Linked DNA regions of Mus musculus: regions 1, 2, 3 and 4 are each linked to region 5. A link is a contact called in public Hi-C and promoter capture Hi-C data. All regions are on one chromosome and are shown on one strand. Each heading gives the region's core, a stretch centred on a gene start, on an enhancer-like site or on the middle of the called end of the contact. The rest is flanking DNA. Distances are from core to core; before and after follow the strand shown.

The links. Promoter capture Hi-C pulls out the DNA fragments that hold promoters and counts their contacts. A called contact is a pair of places that touch in the nucleus more often than the background predicts.
Region 1: a contact with region 5 is called in a Hi-C map of bone marrow-derived macrophages, with 12 read pairs. The contact joins the enhancer-like site here to the promoter of Pdcd1 in region 5. A contact is called at or near these places in 3 of 39 promoter capture datasets (the C10 cell line, cranial neural crest and hippocampal neurons) and 1 of 484 Hi-C or Micro-C datasets (bone marrow-derived macrophages).
Region 2: a promoter capture Hi-C map of hematopoietic stem and progenitor cells shows a contact between it and region 5, with 6 times the contacts expected there. The contact joins the enhancer-like site here to the promoter of Pdcd1 in region 5. A contact is called at or near these places in 7 of 39 promoter capture datasets (the C10 cell line, the HPC-7 cell line, cranial neural crest and 4 more).
Region 3: a contact with region 5 is called in a promoter capture Hi-C map of the HPC-7 cell line, with 6 times the contacts expected there. The contact joins the enhancer-like site here to the promoter of Pdcd1 in region 5. A contact is called at or near these places in 5 of 39 promoter capture datasets (the C10 cell line, the HPC-7 cell line, cranial neural crest and 2 more) and 1 of 9 other capture datasets (macrophages).
Region 4: a contact with region 5 is called in a promoter capture Hi-C map of embryonic stem cells, with 7 times the contacts expected there. The contact joins the enhancer-like site here to the promoter of Pdcd1 in region 5. A contact is called at or near these places in 2 of 39 promoter capture datasets (embryonic stem cells and hippocampal neurons) and 2 of 115 datasets of contacts at active chromatin or transcription factors (embryonic stem cells and large pre-B cells).

The regions. Positions count from the first base shown.
Region 1 is chr1:95,380,526-95,383,225 of GRCm38.p6, reverse strand. No RefSeq gene overlaps it. Among named protein-coding and RNA genes, the nearest start is that of Fam174a, 68 kb to the right of the region's middle. Within about 2 kb of position 1,330, at least 18 of the 459 cell types and tissues checked have an H3K27ac peak or open chromatin away from gene starts, as enhancers often do. A contact at or near this core is called in bone marrow-derived macrophages, where this site is marked.
Region 2 is chr1:95,529,900-95,532,599 of GRCm38.p6, reverse strand. No RefSeq gene overlaps it. Among named protein-coding and RNA genes, the nearest start is that of St8sia4, 140 kb to the left of the region's middle. Within about 2 kb of position 1,334, at least 11 of the 459 cell types and tissues checked have an H3K27ac peak or open chromatin away from gene starts, as enhancers often do. A contact at or near this core is called in hematopoietic stem and progenitor cells, where this site is marked.
Region 3 is chr1:95,588,936-95,591,635 of GRCm38.p6, reverse strand. It overlaps St8sia4 (ST8 alpha-N-acetyl-neuraminide alpha-2,8-sialyltransferase 4), which reads left to right. Exons shown (of 5, transcript NM_009183.2): 5 at 1-2,700. Among named protein-coding and RNA genes, the nearest start is that of St8sia4, 77 kb to the left of the region's middle. Within about 2 kb of position 1,340, at least 85 of the 459 cell types and tissues checked have an H3K27ac peak or open chromatin away from gene starts, as enhancers often do. A contact at or near this core is called in the HPC-7 cell line, macrophages and pre-B cells, where this site is marked.
Region 4 is chr1:95,753,158-95,755,857 of GRCm38.p6, reverse strand. No RefSeq gene overlaps it. Among named protein-coding and RNA genes, the nearest start is that of 4930598F16Rik, 38 kb to the right of the region's middle. Within about 2 kb of position 1,402, at least 17 of the 459 cell types and tissues checked have an H3K27ac peak or open chromatin away from gene starts, as enhancers often do. A contact at or near this core is called in embryonic stem cells, where this site is marked.
Region 5 is chr1:94,051,152-94,053,851 of GRCm38.p6, reverse strand. It overlaps Pdcd1 (programmed cell death 1), which reads left to right and starts at 1,299. Exons shown (of 5, transcript NM_008798.2): 1 at 1,299-1,437. The coding sequence starts at 1,362.

The sequences.
Region 1 (2,700 bases), core at 81-2,580, 1.3 Mb before region 5:
CTCTCTAACCATAAGTACACCTACTCAACCATATTCATTGAGAGTTTACTTATAAGAGCCAGAAACTGAAAATACCCTAGATAACCTTCAACAGAAGAATGGACAAAGAAAATGTGCTACATTAATGCAATAGAGTATTGCTTAGCTGTTAAAAAAATGACATCATGAAGTTTACATGCGAATTGATTCCTAAAAATCATCCCAAGTGAGGTAAGCCAGACACAGAAAGATAAAGATAATGTATTCACTTAGAAGGGGATATTAGCTATTAATTAAATGATAACCAACTACAATTTGTAGACCCAGAGAGTTCTAGGGGAATGTATCAATCTCTCTGGGAAGAAAAATAATAGATTTTACAGGTATACTGGAGTGAATGAAAAAAGGAGTTGGAAAATTGGGTAGGGGAGAGATGGGGTTGAGGAAGAGAGTGCAGGGATAGACAGCTAGAATTGGATAAAAGTTTTAGGGGATTGTCTGAAAATATACGGCAATTGAATCTTCTTAGAAAATATAAGTATTTCTAATAAAGACTCCTATTAATGGGGGATATAAAGTCTCAACTTGTAGCTAGGCAGGACTTCTGGGCGTTAAACGAGGTTGCATACAATTGAATTGTTGGCCTAGGATAGCCGATGAAAATCACCAAACATCCCAGGCTAGTGCTGAGACAAATGGTTGCTATCCACAAACTGAGAGCAGGGCCCTACTGCTGAGAACAACATACACATAACACATTAAATATGGTGAAGTAAAGCTGGTGCCTACATGGAGCCTTCATTTCAAAGTTCTAGTCTCTTTGCTGTGAGAAGGTACTCTGTAGGCTACCAAATGAGAACTGTGGACAGCAACCCAACCATAAAACCTCTGACCAACAATCTGACATGCCTCCAAAATATGCTAGGGCAATGGTGGCACAGAACCTGTGGAAGTAAGCAATTGATGTTAGATTTGACTCCACAATAGAGAACCCATACTCTACACTAATCTGGTAACCTAGAAACAGAAAGTAGATAGCCCAAACACTTGGAGTAAAACCAAACACTAGTGGTTTTAAAAATTCAATTAAAAGAATCCTAATAATATTCTGCTATACACATAGGTCAGTGCCTTGCATCAGAAAGGTTTTCTCTGACAGCACATGGGAACAGATGTGGAGACCCACAGCCAGCCATCTGTGGAGATAGTCTATTCAAAGGTCTTTGTCAAATCTCTCCTCTCTGAACTCATGGATTCTCATGAAAGTGGCAGTAGACTTACAGTCTTGTAAATCCAGAGGAGACAGAGGACACCAGGATAATAAGGCCTTCTGAATCAACTGAGCAAGGTCCATATGAGTTCAGAGATGAAGCAGCAAACACAGAGCCTGTAGGGACCTGAACTAGGTTCTCTGTGTATATATCACAGCTACTAGCTTAGTATTTTTATGAGACTCTTGAATGTAAATGCAAGCAAGTCTATGACTGTTGTACATTTTTTGGGTTGCCATGTCTAACTATCAACATGATAGATTTTGCTTCATCATATTATATTTTATTTTCTCATGTTTGATCATTATTTCTTAGAAGCCTGTTCTTTTCTAATGAGAGACAGAAGGGAATGAATCTGGAGGGGAGGGGACATGGGGAAGAGCTATAAGGAGGAGAGCAAGGCAACTATAATTAAGATATATTGTATGAGAAAAATATATCTGCAAATAAGATATTGTTATTATATATGCGTTATTATGTCATATAACATTTGAGTGTGCCAATTTTATGCCCATCAACCACCTGTTCCTTATTTCAGGTGATCAATTACTATTTACTGGAAACATCGTCAAAGAGATGACTGTTGAACCATATTCAAAGATGATTCTACATTTCCTTTGAACATTTCCATGCAGTTTGCTCTTTCTCTTTCAGCTTAAAGTTTAATATTTCAAAAACAAGTGGCTTTATAAAAACTAGCACATCTAGTTTCCTTCCCCATCAGTAACTTTCCAGTCATATCCACTCAGTAGCTAAGTTCCTCTTTTTAAAAATAATATAGTCAGAAGTTCAAGTTTAACAACTTACTCAAAAAATCAAGCTATGTGCATTCCACTTCATGCATCATCACCAGCAATAAAAACCCTGAGATCAGAGTGTTGCTTGCAGCATTTTGATGCTCCAGTACAAAGAATAGCGTTCAACCTGCTTTTGAAACTTTACAGGGATGCTCTGATGGTAATGATGCACTTTTTTTTTTCTCCTGTGAAGTAAGAAGATCTGATTTTAAAGACTCACCAAGGTATACAAATGTGCACTGAGAACATTATAGCAGATCCACAAAGAAACTTTCCTAATCACAGTTGTGGGGGGAGGATTCAGTGTGATTTCCACCACAAAGATAGTACAAAGTTCACCAGGCTATTAACCACATCTGTCCTCCATCTCCTGGGTGGAAAATGGGTTATCCCTTTGGAGACAGAACACAAGGCCCTCTATGCCTCCTACACTTGCCTAAGGAGCTGGAGTCTTACTGTAATAGGAAGACTAAAAGAGAAACCTTACATTTTTATGATCTGGCCTGTGTTCCCTTTATCTCTCTGCTCTCTCATCATCTCAGATGTCAGCAGCAAGCAACCCTCTCCTTCTGCAACTGGAGTTGAGAATTGTCCTTGCCACACATGCCTTCCCACTCCAGGATGGACTGTATGCTCAAACCATGAGCTGAAAT
Region 2 (2,700 bases), core at 85-2,584, 1.5 Mb before region 5:
CTCAGTTCTAAGTTATATATGCACAGATAGATGTATTTGTGTGTGTATATTTTACATATGACTTACAGATTTGAGAGAAGGATGCATTAAAGACATATATAAGGTCAAAATTTCAACTTTATATAATGTACTGTGTACTTAGTAAAGATTGAAAAGAAACATAACAAAGAAAAAGAAACCAAAGTGCATGCAGATCATGGTAATTAATCTGCTGACATGATCTCTACATAATGATTATATTAAAATAGGCAGTGGATTTTGTTTCCTTGTTTATTTTCTCCGTGAGAATATAGACTCTAAGAGATGAGAGCAAGTCCACTTCTCACAACACAAGCATGTATACACACATAAAGAAATATAAATTGCAACCCCATAGGAAGAACAATATTAACTAACTGGACCACCCAGAGTTCCCAGAGACAAAACCAACAACCAAAGAGTATACATGGAGGGATCCAGGGCTCCAGCCACATATGTAGCAGAGGACGATCTTATCTGACATCAATGGGAGAGGAGGCCCTTGGTCCTGTGGCAGCTTGATGCCCCAGCGTAGGGGGATGCTAGAGCAGTGAGGCAGGAGTGGGTGAATGGGTGGAGGAGCACCCTCATAGAGGCAAAGGGGAGGGGGGAGAGGGGGGTTGCAGAGGAGTAACCAGGAAGGGGGATATCATTTGAAATGTAAATGAATAAAATGATTAATAAAAAAGAAATATGGAATATGTAAGTCCTTTGTCTAAAAATAGTAATGTTGACTCCCACAAAGAGTTATTGAAATATTAGTGTGAAAACTTCCTTTGACAAACAATGATCTTGATTATGTGGCTCTTGTAAATCCCCATATATAGAGTTTTGAAGTTATAGATTAATGTTTGTGGGCAGGAGAACTGATAAAGTATAGGTCATAAGAATGAGGATAAAAGCCAAAGTGACAACATGGGAAAAGACTGGTGTCAAAAAGATTTCATCTTCAATAACAATCAAACAGAGTGATTTGCAACAGATAAGGCAAGTGCTAGCCTAGCAAAAGCTTTATCACAATTCTTCACCAACTGATTAACATACCAGCTGCTATGACTCCACTGTCAGGGTGGTACTCATTTATTCTCTTATCCCCTCAGAGCTAGGCTTAAACACCTGCTCTGTTCCAGGAAGGATGCTGATCCCTCTGGTATAACATTTCAGACAAGAGAGGCCCACCTGTTTCTGAATAAGCAGAATGAAGGTATTATGTTTATAAATACCTTGTAAATGACTGAAAGGAGGTAAGGTACTGCAATGGTTAGGTTTCGTCAACTTGACAGAAAATAGAGTCACCTGAAAAGAGGAAACATCAATTGAGAAATTGCTCCTCTGTTTGGCCTGTGGGTACTTTTTTCAATCGTAGTTGATGGTGAAGGGGCCTGTCCACTGTGAGTGCTTCTGCTCCTGAACAGGAAGACAGTGAGTCTTGGGTTGTCTAAGAAAGCAACCTGAGCAAGTCGGAGAGACCAAGCCAGAAGAGAGCATTTCTCCATGGTTTTTCACTTCAGTTCCTGACCTGAATTCCTGCCCTGACTACCATTTTGATAGAAATGATGTACAGTAAGCTAAAAACAAATCCTTTTCCTCCAAGTTGGTTCATTGTTTTATCATGATAACAGTGAAGCCAATGAAAGAGGTACCACCTAGTCTGTCTTCTAGCTAGACACTTTGAGAAGGTTTCCCGTGAAGTAGCAGCTAGCCTAGGAAAGAATCAGGGGACTCTAGTGACATTGTTTATTTAAAAAAAGGGTGAGAATCTCCAACATCTAGAAATCAAAATGTTTACTCCTCAGGGACTGAGAAGTGTTAATGTCTTAAATCCTGTTTAATGTATTATTTCCCTGGAGAATTATCATGACAGCCGAAAGGTGCCTATATTTTAAAACAATGAGACAGTGAGATTAAGTTATGAACTTGTTACACACTTAACTTTTTTCAATTTAGATTACTAAATTTTATTTGGACATGCAAAACTGGTTGAATGTAGATAGTATCACATAATTTCGGGCATATATAAAAAACAGTAACGGTATTTTAAATTGTGATGTATTTTTTAAAGCATGACTTCAAAGTAATACATTTTATCAGGCCCTACGTCTTCAGCAATGTTATCATAAAAAGAAGATCATATATCAATCCGGAGGATATATATGGAATTGGAAGAGAAACCCCTAGAACTCTCTTCTAATTATTTTATAACATATGCTCTTCGAGTTCTGAAACCATCCAGGTTTTTCAATACTAATGGAACAGAGTGTAGGGGCGACCACTGTAATCTCTATCCTCAGGAGGGAAAGTCAGGAAAATCGTGAATCCCAGGATAGTCTGGGAGATATAATGACAATCTACCTTAAGATAATAATATAAAAATATAATATGATATTCTTGTAGAAAGATCATTCAAACATTGTATATATTGAGATTTTCCTCAATGATTTATTCTGAACATCCTTAGCCAGTTTTGTATTGAGCAGAGCTCATGTTAATAACAGATTGAATAACATAAACTAAATTTCTAGTTAGCATTGCTGAGTTTTATTCTAATCTTCACGAGTTGTTGTAATGTAGCATAAAGTATTTTTCCATCTTCTGTGCTGGTCAGTAAAGAGGGCTAGAAGCCTTTGAGTTTATTCCCAGGCAGATCTGCTATAAACAATTAGGTTCTAATACTCATTAATA
Region 3 (2,700 bases), core at 91-2,590, 1.5 Mb before region 5:
AGATGCTTCTGGAGATTTAGAATCAGGATCCAAAATAAGGCTGGGATTCAGCATCCACCACTTGACTGAGTAGCTGAAATGGAAGTCTGTGTGAATTCACCACCAGCTGATGAAAAACCTGCAAAGTGCTCTGACTACAACATATTCTGACTTCAAGGGTCCTAGTAAGTGCCACTTCCATGAAGAATACAGTTTGAATGTATTATCAGTAGTGTTTACAAGATTCAACAGTGCACTCAACATCAGTTAGCAAAGCAAACATGTTCATCACTGTGGGGCAGCCACTGTAATGCCAAGCACACTGGAAGAGGAACCCAGGAGCACAGCTCAGCCCTTGGGACTTGAAAACATCCTTAGTAGAAATGAAGAAGGAGAGAGTTCAAGCAGTGAAATCCATGACATGAAGCAACTTGAGGAAACGCTTTCAGTCAGGACACTGAGAATGGTCATGTTTACGTTTTGCTTATATTTCTTGTTTGTCTTCTGACATTTATTTTGGTTTGGGTTTGGGTGCTTAGAAATTCATTTGAGATACAGAAATGGGAAACACATGTGAATGAGAAAAACGAACATCAAACAGTCCTTTCTAAAGTCCTTATATATTTTTAAACAACAGTCACACCAAACTTATGCTTGTTCGTTTGTTTGTTTGTTTTACTTTGCACAACTCTAAATCTCTGGATTATAGATCAATGGTGTAGTGGGTACCAGCCAAACTATACCACTCGATATTAGTAGACTATTATGAAGGAGTGATATTTGAAAAATGGTAAAAATAGCAGAAAAGTTTCACTCTTGGTACCAAAGATTATATCATGTTCCTACACAGTAAGCCACTCTCCTGTTATAAAGAGAATATATTATTAACATGAACACATTTATATGAAGTTAATAGGAAACTCAGCTCTACACAGTTAAAAATTTCAAGTTCAAACATTACTTTTAATTTACTTCTTTGACATTTCATCATAATTTTGTGGAAATCCATGGCCAGGTAGATTGTTGGATTGAAGTAGCTGAAATGAGACTTCTCATTCAGTAAAATCTTCTTGGCTATTCAGGTGCAGAGATCAATATGAAGCACTTACTATTATTTTAAAATTTCTCTCCACAAAATAAGATGATTAACTGAGTGTTGTTTTCATAACAGGTAATTAATTCAAAGCAGTTTAACAATAACACATCAACAATACGTCAAATGAATTCAGTTAACAAGGATTTTTCTGTAGTTAAGTACAGTTCCATTATGACTGCATTTTTTAAAACAACATGAACTTACTCATAGAGTGACTTACTGACTTACATACGTGACTGAATTGACTGGTGGCCAGGCTTTCTGTTTCTTTTGAAAGCAGAACTATATTCTTACTTCTGCTTTTGCCTGCAGCAATTTAACATGACTTCCTGTTTCTTGGGGAAGGCAATCAGAAGAAAGCAGAAATGGCATGAAAAATGTGTATGTTTTGTTTTTCTAAGTCAGGCAATCTAAAATGAATGAAGAGCACAGCAAAGGTATACATATATATTATATATGTATTCATATTCTGGACAAGGATAGTCATGTAGTACAGTTACCAAATTTTTAATATTAGCTGCAGTGTTTTTTAAAACAGTGATAGAATCTCAGGATAAAAATAACAGTTTCTGAGAATCCATGTATCTATCAGAAAGGAAAAGAGAATGGATATGGGCATTTCATAACCAGTATATACCTTTATCATTAAATTTCATTTTTATTTCGCAATTCAATACATTTAATAAAAAGTGTTAAATATGTGTTATGTAGATGTTAAATTGAAAGTCTAATACACTGGATGTGTGATCATTGGATAATATATAAAACTTATTTTGAACTCTATGCAGATCTGTGTTCCCACCAACAGCTAACATGAATTCCTTAGAAATCCAGAGGTTGCAAGTAAATTCTGGCAAGTAAATTCTATCTTGGCACTCATTCAAAGTATGTATCTGAAAGCAGCAGCATACCATCTTGACTGAAATTTTAAGAAGGGAAAAAAAGATGTGTTTAAACAACATTTTGGCCACAGCAAGCACAGCTTAGCCATTCACTTTTGCATGCATTGATGTCTATCTCTTACATGCATTGAGTAGTGCCTTTTAATGTCTTTGCATTGATTCTTCACCCTCTGCTTTGTGTTTCCTAAATGCTTGCCCAGTTAGAGAAATGTTCAGTATCAAAAGGGCTTCAGATTTGAGAGATAACTACTTTTGTTCATCTCAGGGAACTTTCAGTACATAAGAATGGATTCAATTAAAGACATTTAGCACTCAAAGAGGAAATATTGTGTGAGATTATTTCATCCTCACACACACACCCTTTCATTTGCCATCACTGCTCAATCCCTATCACGGCTTTCTTACAGGAGGAAGGCAAGGAGAGAATTGAAGACTAACAGTAGAGAAAAGAGTTAGGACTTAACACACATGATGGCATAAGGAATCATAACAAAATCAAATTATAAGCATATACTTGAACTATCTGTGATTTCCTTAATATGGTATGCTAACAGCTTTATTTGTTTTATTTCCTTTTTCTAATGTTTTAATCATGCACTTGGGAATACCCAGGTAGCTGACTGTGAAATATCCCAGTCACTGAGCTAACATGATTGCTACTGTGCTTTTGACATGAACAGACCATGGAAATATTTTCATCATTGCTACTCAGCATAAACTATA
Region 4 (2,700 bases), core at 153-2,652, 1.7 Mb before region 5:
CATATACAGTTACCAAACCCATACACTTTTGTGGATACCAAGAAGTACATGCTGAATGGAGCCTGATATGGCTGTCTACTGAGAGGCCCTGCCAGAGCCTTAGAAGTACAAAGGTGGAGGTTCGCAGCCAACCATTGGACTGAGCATGGGGTCTCCAATAGAGGAGTTAGCGAAAGGACTGTAGGAGGTAAAGAGGTTTGCAACCCCATAGAATGAACAACAATATCAACCAGTCAGATCCCCCAGAACTCCCAGGGACTGAGTCATCAAAAAAGGAGTACACATGGCTCCAGCTACATATGTAGCAGAGGATGGCCTTGTTATACATCAATGGGAGGAGTGGTCCTTGGTCTTATGAAGGTTCCCTAGTGCAGGGGAACCAGGTGGGTTTGGGTGGGTGGGTGGAGGAACACCCTCATAGAAGAAGAGGGAGGGGGGATGGGATAAGGGGTTTCTGGGAGGGGCAGACAGGAAAAGGGGATAACATTTGAAATGTAAATAAAGAAAATATCCAGTAAAAAAAGAAAAAAAAATAAGGGAGAAAGGGAGTGAGTCTTTAAATAGTTGTAGAAATTGTAAATGCCAGTTCAGGGTTTATACCAAAAGGTCATTTAGTTGCCAGATAAAAGACATATACAAACTATATTTACAATAAACCTGAAGCATCACAAGAGCAGATCAGAGCTATTAGAATCTACTACTTTCCTATCAGTAACTGCAAGTGACTTCTTACTGTTTCATCTGGGCTGCTCTTACCTCGAACTGGCCAGGCAGTGGGGCCATGATCTCATGATTAACCTAACCCATGGTGGCTTCTCTCCTCCTCACCTTCTACTTTCCTCATGGTTCTCCTCTGACCCCAAGCCCCAGAAGCCTAAACCTCACCTAAGTCTCTTATGCCCAGCTATTGGCTGTTAACCTCTTTTTTTAATTAGATATTTTCTTTATTTACATTTCAAGTGCTATCCCAAAACTCTCCTATAACCTCGCACTGCCCTGCTCCCCAACCCACCCACTCCCACTTCCTGGCCTTGTCATTCCCCTGTACTGGGGCAATCTTTGCAAGACCAAGGGCCTGGGGTCTGCACTTAACATTACAATAGACAGCAAGAACACAGGAAGTGGAAATTTAAGGGTTCTTTGGAAAGTCTGTTGGTGTTTTGGTGGGGCAAACATGTGAAAGAATGATTCGCTGAAGGAGACACAGGTGAAAGGATGTTCTGCTAAAACAAGCATGTGGAAGAACATGTGATGAAGGATCCTTTGTGAAATACATGTTTTGGTCTGCCTTACATTGCACAGTTTAGCTGCATTTTTCAGGACACCATAGAGAGAAATGCACCGAAAATGAAACAAAAACTGGTGGTATGCTGTACTTTTTTGACACTGGGCCTGATTGGCAGAGTGATATCAGGTGTGACAGGCACATGTGCAAAGGCAAGAACCCTGGAAGACATGTGATGATTGATGGGTATAAATAGGAGTCTACAGACATTGCAGGAGGCTGAGCTTGGCTTGCTTATAGAGCTAGCGGTGGAATGCTTGTTGGTCTTTCCTCTTCTCTGATCTTAGCTTCCCTGAGTGAGGCATGGCCAAGTTCTTGGCATCCCGCTGGGTCCCTCCTGCTGACTCCTGCCTAGGCTAAAGACTTCCGGTCTTTGCTAGGTAGTGCCACCACTGCTGATTTGTGTTTGCTATCCGACTCTACTGAACTAGACTGCTGTTGTATCCTTGAAGTGTTTGCAAGTGGATCGGCTGCTAACCTGTGAACTGAACTTCAGATTTCCAGACAACCCAGACAGGATTTGCTCCAAAGAACATTTCTAAACAGGTCCAGTTCCCTGTATCCTTACCCCACCCCCACCCCCCCAGCCCCGCTGCTACCTCTGGTGGGTGGTGGGCTACAGGGGAAGTTAAGGTGTTTAAGAACCATTATTAAAAATAAAATTTGAAAAAATTAAAATTACAACCAAACATCAACAGAAAATGCTATGAGCTTTGATAGTTTAAGGACAAAACAGAAAAACTTCTGTAGACAAGTTAGCAGAGAATAAAGAGGCTGGGGGAACAAGGGAAGACTGAGTCCAATAGGGAAGTCTCATTGTTCTTCACACCAATCTTATCAGGCAACTGCTAAATGTGCTGTATCAGACACACTGCTGGTTACTGAAGATTGAGAAGAACAAGTGTAAATCCCACTCATCAAGCACCCTTAAAGGATAGGATATAAACCTGAGGGAAAAAGAGATACCTTGTGGGTAGCAGAAAAGACGCAGTCTTACATATATATATAGCAGTTTAGGAATGCTTACATACTGTGGTCCATACTCAGAACAACTATAAATATAAATGGTGTTAGCTCTTCCTGGAAGATTGCAACAAAACTCTGGATGTTTGCTTTTTCATGCAGTCCTTTAAAATATAGCCTTAAATCCTGAAGCTCAAGGCAGATAACATTGCCTTATGTAAGGAGAGAGGTGGCCAGGAAGTCCCCCCTCTAACTGAGAGTTACTGGCAATTGATACCTGCCGAGAGATGAAAGGGAGTTTCTTTAATGCTGTATAGCCTCCTTCATGGTCACCATGCCTCACACCAAGAGTATCTGAGGAGTATAAATTGGGCTAGATGACTTAAGAGACTGCAGATGAGGGAGTTGTGTGATAAAGGGGTTGTTGACCTCAGAAGACTTGGCAAATGGGG
Region 5 (2,700 bases), core at 50-2,549:
TAAAGGAGGCTCTGTAACAGCCAGGCGTGGGGAGGGGATCCCCCTAGCTTCTGCCCACAGGCCCCATGCTGAGACTGGAGGCGGCCAGTCTGTGCCTCACACTCTTTTTCCATTTCTGTGCTGTTCAAAGTAATGTTTCCTTCCCCACCAAGCTAGTGCCTCTGAACCTGGGTGGCTGAGGCAGTTGCCAGATGGTTTCCAGGCGGGCTGCCTATTTTAGGGTGGTGAGACCCACACATCTCATTGCTAATATTAGCAGTTTCGTTTTCCCTTTTTTTCCCATTCACTGTGGCGAAACACAGAGAGCAGAATGATTAAATCATCAGAATGCCCCAGAAATGACTAGCCAGCCAGGTACTATGCATGCACACAAGTCGGCCCACCCCACCTAATCCCAGAGAGACAAGCAGGAGGTGAGGTGGGCCTCCACCTCCTAGGGACTGAGGAAAGTTGACTGGGAAAGACCTAGAAATTGAGTCTACCCCAGCCTGGTGTTAGGTTTTTCTCAGGGGAAGAGAAAGATGCAGGGCAGCAGAGCTAGCAAACCTAAGACAACTATAGAAGCAGAGAAAACAGTGAGATCCGGGCAGCAGATCCAGCATCTTGAAAGGAAGAAAAGCCTTAAGAGAAAGCAAGACCAGGCCCAGGGTCTTTCTGAACCTACAGGGGTGTCTGGAGAGGAAAGGCATCGTCTCGGGTCCTAGGAAATGTTCACTATAGCCCTTCGAGGCCTCCTCTGACCCATCAAACGGGAGCATGTGGGATAGCTGGGCTCTTGCTCCTCAGTAGTAAAGGACTAAGGCATAGCTCAGGGCATTCAAGGCCACGCATGGCAGACAAGGTAGGGGAGGGTCCAGCTTGCCCTCGCTGCGGCCATAGGTACCAAAGCCAGGCCTCGACACCCACCCTCCAAAGGGACAAGAGTCTGGCCCTAGTTTCAGTCTCTCTCAGCCCTGGGAGCTAAGGCTCGATCGGGGTACCAGGAATGGAAAAGACCAAACCTACCCACAAGAGGGGCTAGAAATGGAGAGGACCCCATAGCAGGACAAGAGGCAAGGACAGCTAGTCAGAGAGAACCCCCCCTCTCTGCTCCCCAATCTCTCACTAGTCCCTTACCTGCTCCTCCCAGGCATCGTTCCCTCCCACTCCCCTCCCCCTTCCATGCCCCTCCCCCACCTCTAGTTGCCTGTTCTCCCACCCTTGTGGAGGTGGAGGAAGAGGGGGCGGGAGCCAAGAACAGGTCTCCTCCCTCCAACATGACCTGGGACAGTTTCCTTTCCGCTACAGACAACTCTGCCTGAGCAGCGGGGAGGAGGAAGAGGAGACTGCTACTGAAGGCGACACTGCCAGGGGCTCTGGGCATGTGGGTCCGGCAGGTACCCTGGTCATTCACTTGGGCTGTGCTGCAGTTGAGCTGGCAATCAGGGTGGCTTCTAGGTATGTGGCTCCTAGGGATGTGGGATCAATTGGGGTTGGTGGCTGGGGCAGGGCTTGAAGAAACGTTCACCCTCGGTTCCTATTACTGGAGGGGAGGAACACCTGTGTCCCTGGTTACACGGATTGGCTCCTGGTTACACAGATTGGCTTTAGGTGGGTTTTACAGGTGAAATGCCCCCTGGGGCTCAAAATCCACCCCCTCCTTGCTTTTAGACAGACAGAACATTTATCTAACGTCAGTTGATCTTCTGTGTCCCTCTCTGTGAAGCGATGGTAGGTCTGAACAGAGCTCTGACCTCAGCCACTGCTTCAGGATTCTGGCAGGCCCTGGTATCCTTGGCCTTTCTCTATGTTTTTCTATGGTTGGGGACATCCCTACATGGAGCCTGCCCTACACACTGTATAGATGACTGAAGATCCAAGAGTATAATCAGCTGTCTACCCTCATGGACAAGCTTCCCGTGCTAGCATTTCTGGGGGACTCCCGAGTTCATATCCCTGGCCTCATAGCATCCTGGGGGTGGGGGGTGTGTGAAACGGAGAGGTCCAGGAATCCTGCTCAAATTCCTCACAGTGAAAACACAGCTCCCTGTACTCCTTACTCCTCACTACCCTGTACCCCTTGGCCCCTGCCCACCCTCTGGACTGAGCCAACCTTCACTGAGAACCTGGTCCTGGGACCAGAGGGAACTTTGTTTCTCCTGGATGTCAACAAACTCCTAGGTCAGAGCTACACCTGCGGCGCATGGAATTGTGGCCTAGACAAGCTTATACTCTTGTGCTGCCTTAACATCTTTGACCTGCAATGATGTTCCTTTGCTCATATGACGTCCCAGTCACCTTCACCCCAGCCTCTTCACTACCGTGAAAACAGGATGGGACTGGGAGCTGGGTGCTGGGTGCTTACCACCACAGGCCCTCTCCTGGGTTGCAGGCTAAGGCTGGTTGGGAAGCCAGGGACATTTTCCCTCCACGTACCCTCTTAAGATAGCCCATGGTTTGCTGTCAAGACTGGATGGAGGAAACAGACCTGAACATGGTAGATGGTCTGAGGCCCTAGGGTGAAAGATGTCCCTTGGGGAAACCTTGTCAGGAAACCCACGGAGCAAAGTCGGAAGGATTATGTGTCATTGGAGAGAAGCAACTGAGACAGAAAGGGGACTATGACTCACTCTGGTGACCTGGCACACTGGGCATGTCCGCAAATGAAGCTTTGATGAGACAATATGGAGATACAGATGTATTTATGCAGGCCTACTGTAG